Linked DNA regions of Mus musculus: region 2 is linked to region 1. The links are chromatin contacts, called in public ChIA-PET maps. All regions are on one chromosome and are shown on one strand. The core of a region is the stretch at or near the end of the contact, and the rest is flanking DNA. Distances in the headings are between cores, read along the strand shown. Region 1 has its middle 25 kb from the start of Gm30662. Region 2 has its middle 99 kb from the start of Akap11.

Evidence for each region. ChIA-PET counts read pairs in DNA pulled down with a chosen protein or histone mark.
Region 2: a contact with region 1 is called in an RNA polymerase II ChIA-PET map of memory CD8 T cells, with 23 read pairs. The contact joins two enhancer-like sites. A contact is called at or near these places in 1 of 15 datasets of contacts at CTCF or cohesin (pro-B cells), 5 of 484 Hi-C or Micro-C datasets (Th1 cells, bone marrow-derived DN3 thymocytes, double positive thymocytes and 1 more) and 5 of 115 datasets of contacts at active chromatin or transcription factors (the 230-238 cell line, CD8 T cells, DN3 thymocytes and 2 more).

The regions. Positions count from the first base shown.
Region 1 is chr14:78,355,377-78,358,591 of GRCm38.p6, forward strand. No RefSeq gene overlaps it. Among named protein-coding and RNA genes, the nearest start is that of Gm30662, 25 kb to the left of the region's middle. Within about 2 kb of position 1,480, at least 54 of the 459 cell types and tissues checked have an H3K27ac peak or open chromatin away from gene starts, as enhancers often do. A contact at or near this core is called in CD8 T cells, double positive thymocytes, memory CD8 T cells and 1 more, where this site is marked.
Region 2 is chr14:78,436,734-78,439,948 of GRCm38.p6, forward strand. No RefSeq gene overlaps it. Among named protein-coding and RNA genes, the nearest start is that of Akap11, 99 kb to the right of the region's middle. Within about 2 kb of position 1,473, at least 38 of the 459 cell types and tissues checked have an H3K27ac peak or open chromatin away from gene starts, as enhancers often do. A contact at or near this core is called in CD8 T cells, double positive thymocytes, memory CD8 T cells and 1 more, where this site is marked.

The DNA.
Region 1 (3,215 bases), core at 230-2,729:
ACCCTGTGGCTTCCTTTCCATGCTACGTCCTCATTTCTCACAATCCTTTGTGGCTACTCAGCACAGATAAGAAGTACAGGGAGGTAGGAGAATTCAGGCGGCCCTAATAGTGTGTTTCCTCCAATCAGTGGGAGCTATCCACCTGCAGCTGCACTTCTCTCTGAGCCTCTTCACCTGCACTCACTCTTTCCAAGGCTCCCTCCCAAAGATCAAACAAGCATCTAACCCTGAGAGCCCCCTCAGCCACCATCACCCTCAACGCTTACCCGTTTCCTCTTCCAGGTATATTTCATGTATATCTAGCCTTGTTTGAAGACACAGACTAGCACTTATACCACAAGAGAAAATATGACAATCACCAAATGTTATTTTTTAAAGGGAACAATTCATAGTCATTTATTTAACTTTTATAAGCTTCTATACACACACACAGCTAATTTTTGTTTTGTTGTGGGTTTTTTTGTTTGTTTTTGTTTTGTTTTGTTTTTTTTTCTTTTCTTTTTTTTTTTTTTTTTGAGACAGGGTTTCTCTATGTAACCCTTGCTGTCCTGGAACTCACTCTGTAGACCAGGCTGGCCTCGAACTCAGAAATCCTCCTGCCTCTACCTCCCAAGTGCTGGGATTAAAGGCCACTACCACCAGGCTAAGACAGTGTCAGATCCCAGTATAGGTGGTTGTGAACCACCATGTGGTTGCTGGGAATTGAACTCAGGACCTCTGGAAGAGTCGTCAGTACTCTTAACCACTGAGCCATCTCTCTAGCTGACTAATTTTAATTGTCAATCTGACACAGTCTGAAGTCAACTTGAGAAGAAAGCCCCTTTTGAGGATTGCCTAGGTCCGATTGTCATATGACCATGTCTTCAGAGGACTTTCATAATTATTAATTGTTGCAGGAGGGCATCCATAGCTCACTGTGGGTGGCACTATTCCCTAGGAAGATGTTCCTATGCTTTATGAGAAAGCTAGCAGAGAGTAGGCCTGAGAGATAGCCAGAGAAGGGGCTGGGAAGAAGGGCCCCTCCCTGTTTCTGCCTCACATTCCTCCGCTCACTTCCTGGAACGATGACTTCTGACCTGGAAGTGTAAATGAAAGAAAATGTTTCCTCTGCAGATTGCTTTTGAGTACAGTATGTGTCCCAGGAACAGAAAGCAAGCTATAACACCTGTGCTTGAACAGTTTTTACAGGGCAGAAACTGACATGAAGAAGGAACACTCGGGCACCTGGATAAGAGAAGGAGATGCCCACAGCAGATCATTAGAGTACTCACTCCCACTCCCACAGTGCCCATAGCCCTGGCTGCCCTTGCACCCAGTGTAGAGAACTTGAAAACTTGCTGATCCCCTTTCAGAGATCCTGATGTAATTGTTCTCGGGGATTCCTGGAAATTTGCATTTCAAGGGCTCGCCAGATGATTTGAGTAATACAGTAAGGTTTGGGAACCCCTGTCTCTAAGACACATAGTGAAAGACCACGACATAGAGAACTTAAAAGACGTAACTCTGCAGCTGCTCAGGAGGACTGTGGTTAATTCAGAGTCCTGAGGGAAGAGAAAAAAAACGTCTTCAGCAGATCTTTGTAAAGGAAACACTGTGGGATGTTGGCAACCACATCCTTAACAACATCCCTGCAGTAAACACAAAAATAAGTTCACAGACTCGCGTCCTGTGACATCCCTCAGCACTGCCAGGTTCTTTCCATGTGCTACCACATACTGCGAGCAGGTTCTGCTCACGTACAAATGTGGAGAGGAATTTTCCACTTTGGTTAGTGTATCTCCCCCTAAGGAGGCTTTATGCCATATCTTGGGATTTAAAAAACCTTCGGTTAGACACCGAGGGTATCAGCAAACATCCATCTTTGTCTGTTTCCTATATTGGGGGAGTTGCCCAGAAATGTGTGCCTGGCTCACATGTCCACTGCTATGGAGTGTTCAAAAAAAAAATCTCTAATCTATAGCAAAAAAATAACATTCCTGGGTGAACTCACATCAAACCCTACCTTCAGTGTCTCAGGAATAATAACTTCAAAATGAAAACATCAATGCAAATGAACGTCAAGCTGCAAGTTGCTATTCAAGCAAACATTGCACATCTGGTGGAGGGTGGGATCTACACGAAGCTAGACCACCTGCAGCTAACTCTAGATTCTATGGGACCAGAAAAACAAACTGTTTTTCACATAGGCAGAAAGTTGAAAAGCAGATAGTATCCAGCTGACAGTCACCTTCACACAGCTAATTCCTTCTATTCCCACCTAGTGATGGAAAGATACTCTCTACAGCTTTGAATTTGAGGAAATAATCGAGAAAATCATACTGTCTAGGACTTGGTACTAAAACCCATCAGAAGAGGCAACCCTTTGGGATTCTTGCATTTAGGTTCCAGGCTGGCCATCTTGCATCTCTAAGAGGTACAAAGCAAGGTGCCACCCAATCTGGATGAGGACATCCACAGGTCCTTCCCTAACCTGCCTCTCATGTCTCTGCAGCAGGTTGGGTTTGGGACTGTCTTTTCCAGAATTTGTCTTCCTAGAACACTTGTACCCAGCCTGGAGTTCAACGTGTGTATGTTTAGTAAGTGACTGCTCGCCATAGTTTATGATTTGCATAGTTTGAAATCCCTGATTTCTTATTGAGTTCAGTGTAACGTCAGTAAAACAGATAGGAGGAAAAGTTTCAGTGTCCAGTTCTATCCTCTACAAATTAATACACATCTCCAGGACATTGCTTATAAGCTAACAGAAAGAACATGCTTTCAGCATTATAGAAACTGAATAATTCCAGTAGACTCTGGATTAAAAAGCAAAAACAAAAAACAACAGCAGTAGTAAGAAATAAACTCCAAAGTGAGTTGTTCTAGCATTCCAGACTGGTGAATTGAAGTTCAAGGACACCCAGAAGAAAAGGATGAAAAAAAAAAAAAAAGAAAAGAGTTACATCATCCCATCAATTTGGGCCATCGTTCTATACAGTCTTGGCTTCTTGTAATCTTGCCCTCACTCAAGAGTACACAGAAAGCCCTTACATTACACAAGCATGTCGTTTGTCTATGTATCATGATTTATGACTTGAAATGAACCTTTATCTACCCTACACCCAGTTCATTTTCTCCAGTAAACTGCCCATCTCCAAATAATGAGAGTAGCTACCAGTTCCCAAGAAAAGCAGCCCTTTAGACCTGGTGCCATGTCAGAATAAGCCAGGTGTGCTTCC
Region 2 (3,215 bases), core at 223-2,722, 81 kb after region 1:
AACAGGGTGACAGACGGAGCCTAACAGATGACATTTGAGGTTGGCCTTGGGCCTTGGAATGCAGGCTCCCCGCCCACACACACACACACCTATGCTTGTGCAACTACACCCGCATGCTCACCCATACGAACAAATGCAAGTCAAGAATCAGTAGGTTCCAACATTCACAGTCTCCTGCAGCTGCCTGACTCCAGGACAGATTTCCAAGCTCCAGGCCCTGACTTTTCTGCCCTTGCTCAGAAGATTTTCTTTTCTCCTCTATCTTGGAGCAAAGAGGGGAGCCAGTCTTCCTGCTTTGATATGCAGAGAAGTCTGGCTTTACCGGGATCCTTCCGTGTGCCAGGCACTGGGCTAAGGGGTTGGCACGGATTCATTTTCTCCTTATTAGTAGGTCCTCTTTGGTGAAAGAACTCATCAGGCCAAAGCTTGCAAGCGGCGGCTTCTTCTCAGCCAAGGGTAAACGGGAGCACACCAGGGACCCTTGTCCAAACAGTTCAGCTGGAGGCACAGGGAGCATAAGGTAGCAACATCTCCTGGATCTAAGACCAGGAAACAAAGTTTGGAATCTCACATAAATGCTAACCACTTTTGAGTGTTAGGGCCTTGTGCAATTGCTCAAGGAAATGGACAGGATGAGGTGGGGAGAGTATGAGGGAGAAAAGGGCAGAAAGAGAAGGGGAGAAATGAGAAATTGTAGGAGTCTTGGGGACACTGGTGGCCCTTGGCACTTGGACCAGAAAAGCACAATCACCACAGGAAATGCTTCCTGGGACTCCAACAGCCGCCCTTCCTGGCGAAGAAGACAGCTGACACCTGGCTTCAATAAAGAGCCATCCTGCAAACTCAGCCTTGCTCTCACAATGGACATAAAATATTGAGCTCTTTAAAGCCCAATAGGTGCCTTTGGCTCTCAGCCCCTGGAACTACATACAATCTGTATTTTCTGTAGCATTGCATTTATTTATGCTTTGTCCATTAAAATGGTGGAGGAGAGGGGGGACTGCTATTTAAGATGCTCCACTTGAAATGCTCTTTTCCAAAGAGTAGAAGGCCCAGAAAGGCCCATTGATCATCTGCTGCCCCTTGCTACCCAGCACATTGATTTTTCAAGGGACTTTCATGTTTGACAACTAGCACTGCCCCTCCCCACCCCTTTGACCTTCTGCTAAGACAGGGCCCTAGGCTAGTGGTTCTTTTACAGTCTCTAACATCAATACCATTTGTGTATTATCCTATTCAGTGTCTGGACTTAAGCAAAGGCTCTTGCCTGGTCATTTATATTCTCCTAAACTTTATGATTAACTGACAAACATCTGTCTAATGATGCAGCTAATCGAAGGCTTCAAGAGACAACTGTATGTTTTCTATTTTCCTTCGTCCCAAATTTCAGTGTTTCTGCCTGTCTCAGAGGCTCCCTAGAACAGCAGATATGACCTCCAGCTGCCTTCTTCACTAACGGAAGAAACCAGAGAGGGCCTTTTTCCACATACCATCACATTTTCTGAAACCACTTCCTCTCCCTGCTCCCCTTGACCTCTGCTGAGCAGTTGGCTGCATTAACCGCAGCGTTCTTGACACTTTCCCTGTGTGCAGGTGAAGGGCAAAGATTCTGGTCACCCTTGAATATGAACTGCAGCCCAGTGCTTTCTTAGTATACAAAATTGAGGGAATTGCTTAGAAACTGAGTCTGTCTGTTCCCACATCTGTGAAAGGAGAACAAAAAGCAACACTTCTTAGGGGTCCTGCAGGAAACTAAGTTAAACACTCACAGTGCATTTAAAAGACAAAGACTCCAGGAGGACCAGATTAGCCTCTCCTGCTTTGTGTTTCCATCTCTTCTTGTTCTCTGCTAAATACTAACAATGTCCATGGTCCATTCCTTGCCTGAACCATGAGCCCCTGTTCACACCCATCTCGCTCTACTGCCCTACACTCACTCTTCATAGTTCACACTTGAGACATGAAGGTATGGCTTTGCCTCAGTTTCTAGGCCTATAAAACACATTCACACTCCTAGCAGTTTGTTTTATGTAGGTGTAGAAACTGAGGCAAGGTCTCACTCCAGAAGCACCAAAGGCAAACTGAGATAGGACTGCCCAACCTCCATGAGTCATCTTGGTCTCCATTTTCTCCCAAGCATACCTGGTGTTCAGAGACAGGTGGATAGGAAGAAAGACTTCACTTACCTGTTTGCTCCTGTACACCAGGGAAACTCTTGCAGTAGCAACACAGGGAATTGGGTTGAAAATCAATCAACACAAAAGCAAAAATAGCGAAGAGTCAAAGCCTAAGGACTTCGTAAATGCCCCCTAGTGCTGCCTCCTCTAGAAGACTCCCAGTTGGTTAGTGTTTCTCAATGACCTTTAATTATCTTTAATTATCCACATGCCCCTCCCAAGTGCCAAGGAGGCTGCTGAGCAAAGAGCTGTCCTTCCCTGCTGGCCACCGGAAGATCGTGATTGTAGGAAAGGAGGTACTGGGAGCGTGGGTACTGATCAGATTCTGTCTCCAGGTCTGGGCTGTGGTTACACAGGTGTGCTTGCTCAGCCCTAATTCATCAAAGATAAACACTTTGACGGGGATTAGTGCAGTTTTCTCTTGCAAATTGTGCTTCAATTTATTTAAGTTTATATTTACAATATATGTTTCTTCCTTAGATTTTTTTCCAGCACCCCTTCATTATTACAGGCTGGTTTTGTTCCAAACCCATGATGTTTGGCAAAAAGGTAAGAAATGCCATGATATTTTCATCGATAGCTTGCTCTTCTTCTCCCTTCCCCTCCCCTTCCCCTCAATCTTCTCACTCTCATTGAATGCCAGGCAAATAACTAAGAACAGAATTGGTATGAATTACAAAATATCTCCATCACTGACTGCCATGACATCAGGCAGAAATTACTTATCTATCTTCCACATCAGTGTATTATCTGTAAAGTAAGGCTAATAGTACTTATCCAACCCATCAAGGGGATTTAATGATCATAGGCAAAGTGAACATTGGCTGAGTCTTGTATTTTATTCCTAATTTTCTATTGGTTACTTTCCACAAGCAGAGATTTACATTAGGGACTGACTTAATTTTCTATTGTGCTAGTAAGAACCACGACCAAGATAATTCATAAAAGAAAGCATTTAATTTGGGGCTCATGGTGGCAAAGGGTTAGAGTCTATAACCATCTTGGTGTGGAGAGCATGGCAGCAGGCAGGCAGGCATG